4 separate regions of the Zea mays genome follow, and all the other regions are linked to region 3. Evidence: chromatin contacts called from public Hi-C data. All regions are on one chromosome and are shown on one strand. The core of a region is the stretch at or near the end of the contact, and the rest is flanking DNA. Distances in the headings are between cores, read along the strand shown.

Region 1 (2,827 bases), core at 158-2,657, 390 kb after region 3:
TCTCTACTAGTAATAATAATCTGACCAACTAAAAGCAACTGCTTGACTTATCCCCACATAAAGCTAGTCCACTACAGCCAAACAGGATACTTGCTGAGTATGTTGATGTGTACTCACCCTTGCTCTACACACCAAACCCCCCATCCCCAGGTTGTCAGCATTGCAACCACTGCTCAGGCGAAGATGAAGCTGTGGAAGGAGACTTCCAGGAGTTCCAAGACTACGACGAGTTCTAGGCGTGGGTTAGCGGCAACCCCCAGTCGGCTGCCTGTGAAGGCCTCGTTTATCTACGTTTCTTTTCCGCACTTTGATTTATTGTAAGAACTATATGGACGTCTCAGACGTATGATGTAATCGACTATTACTTCCCTTTTAATACTATTTTGAGCACTGTGTGATGATGTCCATGTTATGTAACTGCTGTGTACGTGAATAACTGATCCTGGCACGTACATGGTTCGCATTCAGTTTGCCTTCTAAAACCGGGTGTGACAGCGACTTTCAACGTCGCTACGAGATCGTGGGTTAGCGAACCACTAAAATCAGAGTTATGGTTATCGAGTTATGATTTATGGAAGATCTATGTGGTTGGAATATTAAATTGAATTATAAATTGTTTATTCTACAATATATGAGAAAAATATATTCTGAATAACTAATCCAACTTTAATCTAGATTATAATTTGATTAGGGATTACCTATTACCCAGATTATATATAGAGAGATTAACCTAGATTACTGGAGTTAATCTAGTAGACAAAGGATAAATAAATATCTAACTATAAAAGTATGTGTTATGGTATAATTAATGTTGTTACTACATGAACAATATCTTTATGAAGCTAACGCAACTTGAACGGATTGAAACAGAGTTAAAATGAATTAATTATAATTTTCTGAAGTTTTAAGTGGTAGATACAAAACAAATCAAGCGCATAAATTTAACCATATGTTTCATACTAAAATAAGGTTACTAGATAATAAACGATATTAAAACAAAATTAATGCCACTGGAATGAATCAATTTGGAGTTAAAATGAATTAAATATGAATTATACAAGTTTCTGGAATTATTTTTGTATTAAAATCATTTTCTAAATTTTATTATCTGATTTTCTCTGTTTCCTGGTTGCGTGCAATAATACAGTGAGACACGAGGGAAAATTCAAAAGATCTACAAGACTCTGGCTACACCCGCACGAGGATCGCGGGTTGATAAACTATTAATGCAGGGTCTCGTTTGCAAACTAGGCACGACGAAGGGGTACGGTGCATTATGGGCCGTCAGATCGCCCATCAAGCGCCCAGATTAGATCATTCTTCTTAAATGCTCCCACACTCTCAACCGGCCGTTGGATCATAAATCGATGGCACCGATTAGGTCTTCTTACCGTTACGAGACCAGGTCCATCCGATCCCCATCCCATGGATCACATTCGATAGAGTGAAGAGGTATGCTTCAGCTTGATCTCCACCGTCCAGTGATAGATCGACGGGCCAGGACCTTCCATCCTCCTCTACTCACCAACCAAAGCTCACACATGCGGCGCAGGTCACCCTGCGGTGGCGCCATTGCCGTGGCCCAGAAGTTCACGCTTAAACACCAAAATTCCAAATCGCCCGCAGTCACGCAAAGGAAATGGCAGGGAGGACTACGCGGAGAGTTTCTTACCGTGAGTCGTGCGCACCGAGGCTTGGTCCAGTCGGGGTTGTGGGCTTGTGGCACCGCGGAAAGACCCGCACCGGCAAGGAAACTCCATGGTCTGAGGCTGCCCACGTCGAATTTGGGTTTCACAAAGCCTCCACGCACGGCCTTGCATCACCCCTGGAAAGTCTTCTAGGCGATTCCCAAGGATCAAGCACTGGTGTAGGCATGCCGTGGTGCGTCGCCCGCCACTGGTAATGGTTTCCTCACGGAAAGAGGCAAGCGATCCATCAGGCTAGCACCATCGGCATTGGCGAGAGGGTGGATGACGCATTTTATGCCCCCGCAGGCGGACTCTGCCCCGAGGAAACACGGCTGAGGGGATAGAGGTCAGATACGACATACGAGATGAGGATCCTAGGCGCAATCTGCGTTGAGTCTATTGCTGTTTGTGTTCGCTACAGAGGTAGAGGATCACCCTGTGCACCAGACCCCACGAGGCAGCGAGTGACGAGACTGGTTTAGGTGTGCATGTGGTTACTTGCAACCGGGGCCCGTAGGTCGGTGCCACGGCGGAGCGCGCGATGCGCGTGCGCAACACAGACAGAGACTGGCGAGAGGGCCCCGCCTATCAGTGAGAACATGGGGAAATGGCTGCTGGGCCGGCTGGCCAGAAAAAATTGGGCCGAGGAGTGTGGGCCGGCTGGGCGAGCTTCGGACAGGGATTTGGCCCAATCGACCAGTTCATCCCACCCTTTTATTTTTGCCATTTCATTTTCTGTTTGTTTGTAATCTTCAAACATCAAATTGAATCTAGTATTAAAATTGACACTCAAATTTTTAAATGCACAAACAAAAATCCAACATGATGCAAAGCACATATTTGTTTATTATTATATTCCTCTAAAAATTTCTTCATACAAACTTAATAAATAATGAACCATACAATAATTAAGGACCCTGTATTTATTTATTTGTCATTTGACTAATTTTATTCCATTAATTGAATATGCGCAAATCAAATGATCTCCAAAGGATCCATAATCCTAAAACCCTACACAATAATATTTATTCATTTACATCATTATTTTTTTCTGGTACAAATTTTGGGCTTTACAGCGCCCGCCCGCGCTCGCTCGCCGGTCTAATCTCAGCCGTTGATCCGAGATCCAACAGTCAAGG
Region 2 (2,830 bases), core at 82-2,581, 500 kb before region 3:
TGACTACTCGAACATAATTTTATGTATTATCAAACATGTAACTAGCTGCAGCTTACATAGTTTTTAAGGCGGTAAGGCGAGATGAGGCGAGCCACCATCACCTTACCGCCTAGGTGACGCTAAGGCGAACTAAAGTGGGCTAAGGAGAGCTCTTAGGCAAGGCGAGTCACCCTCGCCTTACTGCTTAGGCGACGCTTAAGCGTCGCCTTACGGGCGCCTTAAAAACTATGGTATACAGATACCGCATACACATACCTCCATAGATGACAACTCTAACACAATTTTTATCTACTGGATCCATACAAGCCATGGCCTATATGACCAAATGCACTCCTACAGAGCATGCTTATTTTAAGAATAGAGTTGAAATCACCAGCTTATGTACTGCCAGTTTGTTTAAGACAAAAGAATGATGTGCTTTTTAACAGTAGAATTTTGCTGTCCATGTTGTAGTTGCTTCTAAGCTGACCTCAAATTTTCTGTGAATTTACACTTTCACGAAGTATTGTTGTTTAGTTTGGCGAAAATGTACTACTATAGACTAGTATTTAATTGTGCACTGCATCATAGACTCGTGAAAAAATTGAACATTTTGATTCCATAGAACATACATATTAAAAATCTGAAACCTTGGTTTAGCTTACTCTATGGCTCAACTGACATTGATAACATTATCCATTTAATAGTTTGGTTTGTACGAACCACAAAATGTGATTCAGTCTTCGTGTTTCTTCATCCATCCATGATTCTAGTTGATTCAGTTGCCCATAATTTTTAAGTTCTTTCATCTCTTCTGAAAGCAGCTCCTCATACTGCTGCCTATTCTGGCTTTGGGTGCATTTTTCTTCTTTGCGGGACAAGATATACTGCAGGGCAATGTAACTCTTCCCACAGATTTGATATTCAGATATTTTCTTTCTAATGTTCCCCTATTGATGTTTTTTTTTCTTGGCACACTCCATACTTTGGACAAAGCTTGCAGATACTGAAGTAAGCAAAAGCAGCTCTGTATAAAACTTCTATCACATACTTAGTTGAACTCTGATCAGCCTTATTAGCTTACTCTATTGCAGAACATGATACATGGACTTCTCATCTCGAGTTACAATACCTACAGTTAATAAACCATCCTGCCCTGGATGTCGACGATGCAGTCCTGTCCGCCACCAAGAGAGCGCGGAAGAGCAGGTACCTCTCCCCTCCCTACACTGGCACAGGTGTCCAAGAAAAGAAGGTCACCGGCAGCCACAAGCAGCGAGAGGAGGATGGTCCCACCCCCCCCCCCCCCCCCCCCCCCCCCCCCCCCCTCCCATCCCATGTCTCTGGTTCAGAGGTGCTCTCCGAGACGCCGTGCTCAGGCAGGGGAGTGGATGGATACGGCGGCCCTCGGTTGCCTGGCCATGTATAGAAGGAACAGGAACAACATCTTCATCGACAACCATCCCGATTCCCATGCTGCTGTGAGCGGTGGCGATGGTGATGGCTCACAAGACGATGGTGGCATTAAGCCCCCCTCAGCTGCTGGTGTTGGCCGCAAGATGCTCAAGCAGGCCCTGACAACGGATCCTTGTCTAAGAAGAACCCCCATCCTGCTGCTGCAGGTGCCAACGCAACACATGGACATTCCAATCCTCCTGTGGCAACAACTGCAACACCCCCCACTAATAATGAGAAGAGGAAAATGCACGAGGACTATGACGACCGCTGGGCAGCACAGCTATGCCTGGAATCCTGTAGCAATTGAGCTGTACTTGGCAGAGGGAACTCCCCTGCCCTCCAGGGAGGACCTCCTCTCCAGTCTCCATATTCAGCAGGTTCAGCTTTGTGATCGACTCCGAGACCCCCATCAGCCAAGACAAGCACAAGCGCACTGGGCGCGTGGTGCCACCACCCACCAGGGCTAAGCAAAGGCCGCCTTGAGCTGCGTGGCAACCGGCGCTCCCCCTCAGGCTTTCGGTTCTAACCCAATCCATATGGATTGAGGGGGTTTCAGTCCCAGTAAGTCAAAATCCCTTTCAATCCGTATCAATCCCCTCCAATCCATATGGATTGAAAATAACCGAACAAACCCTCATGGATATTAGGAATGATCTTGGGAAGATCTTGTCCTTGGGGTCTAAAGCCACAGCGGCGCTGAGCAGGTTATGCTACTGACCTATATGTTCCTTCTAGGCTTCTAGCTGCTGATCGTCAGTCTTTTGTAACTTCTAGTTTCTCACCTCATGCATTGTGTAAATGGTAGACCTGCAAGCATCACTGCTCTATCTAGTGGTACTCTGTAACTGATTATGCTTATATGTATCATTCTGCTCTATCTAGTGGTACTCTGTAACTGATTATGCTAATACGCATCATCCTTCATCAGGGTATTGTTCCTTTGCTTCAAAATACTGTGCTGGTGTAGTTGATTAGCCAGAGCTACAATCATGGTATCCCACCCTTTAACCTGAGACAACAATAAGTTAAAAAAAAACTGGGGAGAGCATGAACTGACAGAAACAACCTGTGTACACCGCCATTGATTCTCATCCTTGGCAAACCCAGAAAAACAACACCTGAATGGAATGAAGCGAACAGCAAAATGCAAACAAAATAAAAGACAACAATTCACAACCTTTAAGCACCCTCGATCGAACAGCCATAGATAATGCTTGACATTCTCCTGTGTACAAGTAGCATTACTCTAAATACAGAAACTATCTGCTACTTATTGACATGTTGTCGTCATGCTGTTCTGACACATGTTATTCAGAAATGTATGACAAACCCCAGTATGTACCAGAAACCCCAAATCTCTCTTAGATTGCTTCCCAGTTCTTGGCTGGTCTCG
Region 3 (2,700 bases), core at 110-2,609:
TGTTATTTTGTTCATCAAACACCAAAACCTATTTAGCCAAATGGCCCTCGGTCCATTTTTCTTACACTTACCAACAAATCCGGCAAAGTAGTTGCCAAATATGTTGGGGCAAACACAAGAGTCTAAAGACTTGTGTTTGGGTACCCAAGGTGCTTGTTTCTAATGTGAAAGAACCCAAGACCGTTTGGGTACCTAAGTACAAGACCTAAATTTGTGTTGTAGGTTTATGCATCCGGCAGAACAAGTTGGATAATTGACAGCGGGTGCACAAACCACATGACAGGGGAAAAAAATGTTCTCCTCATATGAGAAAAATAATGATCCTCAAAGAGCAATCACATTCGAGGATGGAAATCAAGGTTTGGTCAAAGGATTGGGTAAAATTGCTATATCTCCTGACCATTATATTTCTAATGTTTTTCTTGTAGAATCTCTAGGTTACAACTTGCTTTCTATTTCTCAATTATGCAAAATGAGCTACAACTGTTTATTTACTGACGTTGATGTTATCGTCTTTAGAAGAAATGATGATTCACTAGCTTTTAAGGAAGTGTTAGATTGTTTCACTGATAACAATTCTAAACTAGACACTTGCTTAATTGCTAAAACTAATATGGGCTGACTCTGACATCGCCGACTTGCTCATGTTGGGATGAAGAATCTTTACGAGCTTCTAAAGGGGGAAAAGATTAATGATGATGTAAATCGTGTATTTTAAGCTCTAAATTATGTATTTTAGAAAAAAAATCAAATTATATTATTAGGAAGGAAAAGATTAATGATGATGTAGAAAGTAACAATATGACACTATTTATGTCTCTTAGATTTTTGATAAAAAATGTAAAATATAGCACGATTGAAACTATTTTTTTACGAGATGAGCCTTATTATATTTTAAGATAAGAAATGCTGTTGTAAAATAGAAATTGGGCCTGTTTGGTTTAGCTTTTTTCTGACCAGCTTTTCTGAAAATCTGGCTGTAGGGAGAATCTAGCTGTGGGGAGAATCTGAGTATCATTACGATTTCGTGTGGAGGACAATAAAGTTGTTCATAGGGCTCAGAATCTAGAAAGTAACAGATTCCTACTATTACAACGAATCAACCGATTATGTGTTTATGTTGATTTTGGATGGTTTTTGCCCCAATGAATTTTATAGAAGCTGACTGAAAAGCGTTTATGTTGATTTTGGATGGTTTTTGCCCCAACGAATTTTATAGAAGCTGACTGAAAAGCTGAGCGTTTGGCAGTCCGCAGCAGCTTTTGGTGGCCAGAAGCTGCCAGAAGCCGAAACAAACAGTGCCATTGTTTGGCAGGTGTATGAAATGGAAGTAGAGTGAAGAGGCATGGAGACGGTAATTATGGTGACAGCAGAGCAGGTCACGGCAGTGGTCCAAGTCCAACGACCGGACCGGACGGACCCCGGCGGCCGGCACCCAGCGGCAGCGGAAGGGGAATCATCGTCCACTCGCAACTCCTTCCTGGCCCCTCCCACTCACCGCTGGACACTTCCATCAATCTCTTTCCCCCTTCCCTTGGATTCGTTTCAGCTACTGAAACTGAACGCGGGCAGTGGCAGGCAGGATCAGCCGAGCCGAGTTCCATTTCCGCCACCGTCCCTTCCCCCTCTGCCCCTCGTTCCTCGTCTTCTCTATTTGCTTGGCTTGGCTTGCTTTTGGTTCAACTTCCACACCATTCATTCATTTCTTGGATTTCTTTGGTGGCGTCCGCAAGTCAAGTCCCTTCCCCCTTCCGCCCCTCGTCAAAGCAAGCAAGCAAAAGTGGTGCGGTGCCATCAGAGTAAGCAAGCTCCCCATTTTCCCTATTCCTATACTACTACTAGTAGCTGCAGCAGCATCCACCGGATGGCCATGTCCAGCGACACCGCCGCCACGACGGGGACATGCACCAAGCCCAACCCCAACCACCGCCTCCCACTCTCAATAGCCTGATTGATTCATGGCCTCCGCCCCCACCACCGCCTCTTCTCCGCTACCGGCGTCCTCGCGGCCCACTGCCACACCGCCCGACACCGCTGCCACGCCCCCGCCCCTCACCTCTCCCGCACCCGCCGCTCCTCCACCCTCCTCCCACTCCCACTCCCACTCCCAGCCGTCGCCTGGGCCTCCTCAACACACAGCCTCGCCGCCGCCGCGGGCGGCTGCTGCTCCTCCAAGGCCGCCGCTGCTCTCGCCCCCTCCAACGTCCCCGACGCCGTCTGCCGCTCCGACGCCCTCGCCATCTCCGCCAGCGTCCCCGGCCCCTGCACCACCTCCTTTTAGCGCTCCTCCGCCGTCAGCACGACCACTGCCTACGCCTGCCATCGCAGTCGACCCGGCCAGGGGCAAGAACCCAAGTTGGAACAAGTCGTCCAGCCCGGGTGCGCCGTCCAGGAGCCCATCCGCCCCCTTTGGCGGCCTTGGTAATGGTGTTGTAGCCATCGCCGCTGCGGTGGTCGCCCTGCTCCTTCTTAGCCTCCTAGTCACAGCAGTTTGGTTCAACCGCAAGCGCAAGAGGAAGCAGATGAGTGGTTACAGAGCTGGTCTCATGTCGCCTTTTTCTTCGCAGCAACCTTCGGGTATTTTGTTTTGTTTCTCACTCCTCCCTATATATCATGCAACATACAGCTTTTTTGTCATTTTTTAATAAATTATCTTGTGAGTTGCCCTTTTCACTGTGCTGGCTGATTGTGTATGGTTGT
Region 4 (2,810 bases), core at 121-2,620, 440 kb before region 3:
GAATATCATCATTTGGAGCAAACTTTGGGCTATTGTAGTTTGGAATACAAGAGGTTTTGGTTAATGGTCACTATATAAATTTTGTAGAGGGACTGTTGGAGTATAAACTTTATTAAGCAACTTGCCATTCAAAGTATATGCCACTAGGAAAAGGAGGGTGGTCCAAATAGGGCTTGGCAGATTTCTAGAGTTTCAGATGGTGGACAGTGGTCTGCAGCTAAAAATTCAGTGTTGATGGCTATTTTTGGAGCCTCTTTGTGGCAAATCTAAGGAATTTTGTGATGTGGTGTTTATAGAGGAGTTAAATCCCATATGATGGCGAACAAGTTCCTTTAAGTAAGTTTGGTTTGGTTCCACATAAAAAGTGGAGTAAAGCTTGCTCAAAGTTGGACTGTGTGTGGCTAAAACTGAACTGTATTCAGTTCACTGCAAACTGAAAATCAGTGTTTGATGCTTAGTTTGGAGTCCTTTTATAACCAAATGAAGGAGTTTTGAACTAAGAACTATATAGCAAAGTTGGAGCCCATGGTACAGAGAACAAGTTTCATAAAGAGGGTTGGACTTGGTTCTACACAAATCCGAGAGTAAAGTATACCCCAATTTCCTCTGTCAGACTTTAGAGGTGTGGATCTAGTTAACTGTTGCTGTGAGATTCAGTGAGTTTTTACCATATTTTGGAGCTCTGTAGTAATTGATCCAAGGGATATTAGATTGGGAACCCCATAGCAAAGTCAAAGACTAGGTATAGGAGAACAAGTTCATGCAAAGACTTGGTGTGGCTAATGTATACAATTAGGAGAAAATGGTGCTGCAATTTCCAATGTCAGAGATAGTGTGGGTTGATCAGTAAAACTGAAATTGAGTGTTTAGTTGTTTTTGCTATAGTTTGGAACACCACAACTTCAGTTCTGAGTAGTTTCAGCCCTGGAGTGTTATATCAAATAGAAAGGGCTATAGTTGGAGAGTAATGTTAGTTAAGAAATATAGCTCTGTTGTGAGGAGATTTATTAGATAGAAGGGATTAAACAGGGGGTTCTGCAATGGCAGTATTGGCTGTTTTAGTCTAGTTCAATGCTGATTTAGTAGTCTGAACAAGAATCTCCCTATCCTGCTGAACTTCACCTATGTGTTTAAGTTTTCATAGGGATAAGTGTTAGTGGGGACGAGGTACATAGCTTAGGTGCTGAAGGTTTCCCACTGCAGAAAGATATCTAGGAGTTGGTCTGTTCTGGAGATAGTGGAGGGGAAAGTAGCTATCTGACTATGGATCAGGTTTGGAGTTGCAGAAAAGATCTTCCCCCGCTGTCCTAAACTGGTGAGCTCAGGCTGAGATAAGACTTGGGTGGACAACAAAGGGAGACCCCAGAAATATCAAGTTGGGCCTGTTGAGTCTGCTCACAGTGGAGTGTTCACTTATCATTCTTCTGTCTGTGTTTACTGGACATGGGATATTTTGGCTGGTTAAGTTGACCAGGTTCAGTGAATATGGTGTGGCTACGAGCTGGTGAGATATTGATGCATGAAAGCCACATATGGGTTGCTCATATAATGTTGGCACCCTCAAAACATTTCCTCACTGCATGTTGGACAGGTGCAGGGCCACCTTGCCCCATATTCAGGTGTTTATAGGGTAGGTTTCAGCGAGGATTACCTCCCCGTCTTGAGCTCTACCCTCAGACCACAACAAAGAATATGAAGTTCTTGTGTCCATACTAGAGATAGCCCTCTCTCCCCAGCCACCAACTCGGTCAGCCCTTGTGCACAGCGCGTTATCTCCCTGCTAGTGGTGACCACGGCCACAACCTCCTTCACCTCATAGTGGCCAGAACATAGTCGTGCCACCACAAATCGTCGCCGTGTTTAGTTTCATCGTCGACCAGCCAACGTACGTCTTCCCCGAGCAGTTTCATGCACCCACTGAGAACTTGGACTGTCATGTTAGTTGGACTAGATTTTTATTCAGATCTGAAACCTGAAATTGCAGTGTTGGGTACTCAGTTTGGAGGTGTTTTGTGACCAATCTAAGTAGTTTTAGACTATAGTTGCTATAGAAAACTTGAATACCAGTGTTAGGGGAGTAAAATTTGGTGAGGGTTATGCCCTTGACACTACTTAGAGTTGGGAGTAATTAGTGCCTAAAGGTGTGCTGTCAGGCTTATTTTTCTCTGAACTGAATTCAATTAACTGCAACTAAAGTTTTAATATTTGGTTCCCAGTTTGGAGCAACTTTGTGACCAGTCCATAAGGTCTTGGACTAAGAATCTTATAGCACAGTCAAAGACCATTTGAAGGAGAACATGTTTCATATAAAGAGTTGGATTTGTTCTTGTGTGAAAATTAGAGTAAATGAGGTTGCAAATCCTTCCAACAGACTTAATGGGTGCCTGTTTCAGTTAACTGAAACTGGTTGCAGTGAATGGGGTCAACTTTGAAGCACTATAGCATTGAATCCATGAGTTTTTAGTTGTTGGTCATTATAGCAACCTTGTATATATGTTCTAGGAGCACAAACTTGATTAAGCTATTTGACCTTAGAGCTATACAGAACTAGGTGTAAATATTGCTTAAAGTTAGGTTGTCAGGTTGATGTTAGGCTATTCCAGACATCTAAAATTGGACATTTCAGTACGTTGGCTCAACATTGGAGTTTCCTTGGGGTTGTTCTATGCAGTTAGGAGATATATTTTGTGTAGCAAAATTGGAGACCAAGTATTAGTAAGCAAGTTTACTTGTGGTAGCTTGTCTTGGTACTATATAAATTTGGAAGTAAATGGTGTCCTAACTAGCTCTATCACGCATGTGCAATGCAG

What was found. Hi-C and Micro-C count contacts between places; a contact is called where the count stands out from the background.
Region 1: a contact with region 3 is called in a Hi-C map of ear, with 2.6 times the contacts expected there. The contact joins the enhancer-like site here to the promoter of LOC103629309 in region 3. A contact is called at or near these places in 4 of 25 Hi-C or Micro-C datasets (ear, endosperm, leaf and 1 more).
Region 2: a Hi-C map of ear shows a contact between it and region 3, with 2.9 times the contacts expected there. The contact joins the promoter of LOC109940330 here to the promoter of LOC103629309 in region 3. A contact is called at or near these places in 2 of 25 Hi-C or Micro-C datasets (ear and tassel).
Region 4: a Hi-C map of leaf shows a contact between it and region 3, with 2.4 times the contacts expected there. The contact joins the enhancer-like site here to the promoter of LOC103629309 in region 3. A contact is called at or near these places in 3 of 25 Hi-C or Micro-C datasets (ear, leaf and tassel).

What each region holds. Positions count from the first base shown.
Region 1 is chr6:54,050,129-54,052,955 of Zm-B73-REFERENCE-NAM-5.0, forward strand. No RefSeq gene overlaps it. Among protein-coding and RNA genes, the nearest start is that of LOC103629310, 170 kb to the left of the region's middle. Within about 2 kb of position 1,408, at least 17 of the 20 cell types and tissues checked have an H3K27ac peak or open chromatin away from gene starts, as enhancers often do. A contact at or near this core is called in ear, endosperm, leaf and 1 more, where this site is marked.
Region 2 is chr6:53,161,467-53,164,296 of Zm-B73-REFERENCE-NAM-5.0, forward strand. It overlaps LOC109940330, which reads left to right and starts at 1,332. Exons shown (of 1, transcript XM_020539810.3): 1 at 1,332-2,373. The coding sequence starts at 1,371. The coding sequence ends at 1,904. LOC100282993 (peroxin Pex14) reads right to left here. Exons shown (of 11, transcript NM_001412255.1): 11 at 2,494-2,830.
Region 3 is chr6:53,662,942-53,665,641 of Zm-B73-REFERENCE-NAM-5.0, forward strand. LOC103629309 (proline-rich receptor-like protein kinase PERK8) reads left to right here and starts at 1,360. Exons shown (of 8, transcript XM_008650470.3): 1 at 1,360-2,577. The coding sequence starts at 1,959.
Region 4 is chr6:53,220,856-53,223,665 of Zm-B73-REFERENCE-NAM-5.0, forward strand. No RefSeq gene overlaps it. Among protein-coding and RNA genes, the nearest start is that of LOC100282993, 54 kb to the left of the region's middle. Within about 2 kb of position 1,371, at least 7 of the 20 cell types and tissues checked have an H3K27ac peak or open chromatin away from gene starts, as enhancers often do. A contact at or near this core is called in leaf, where this site is marked.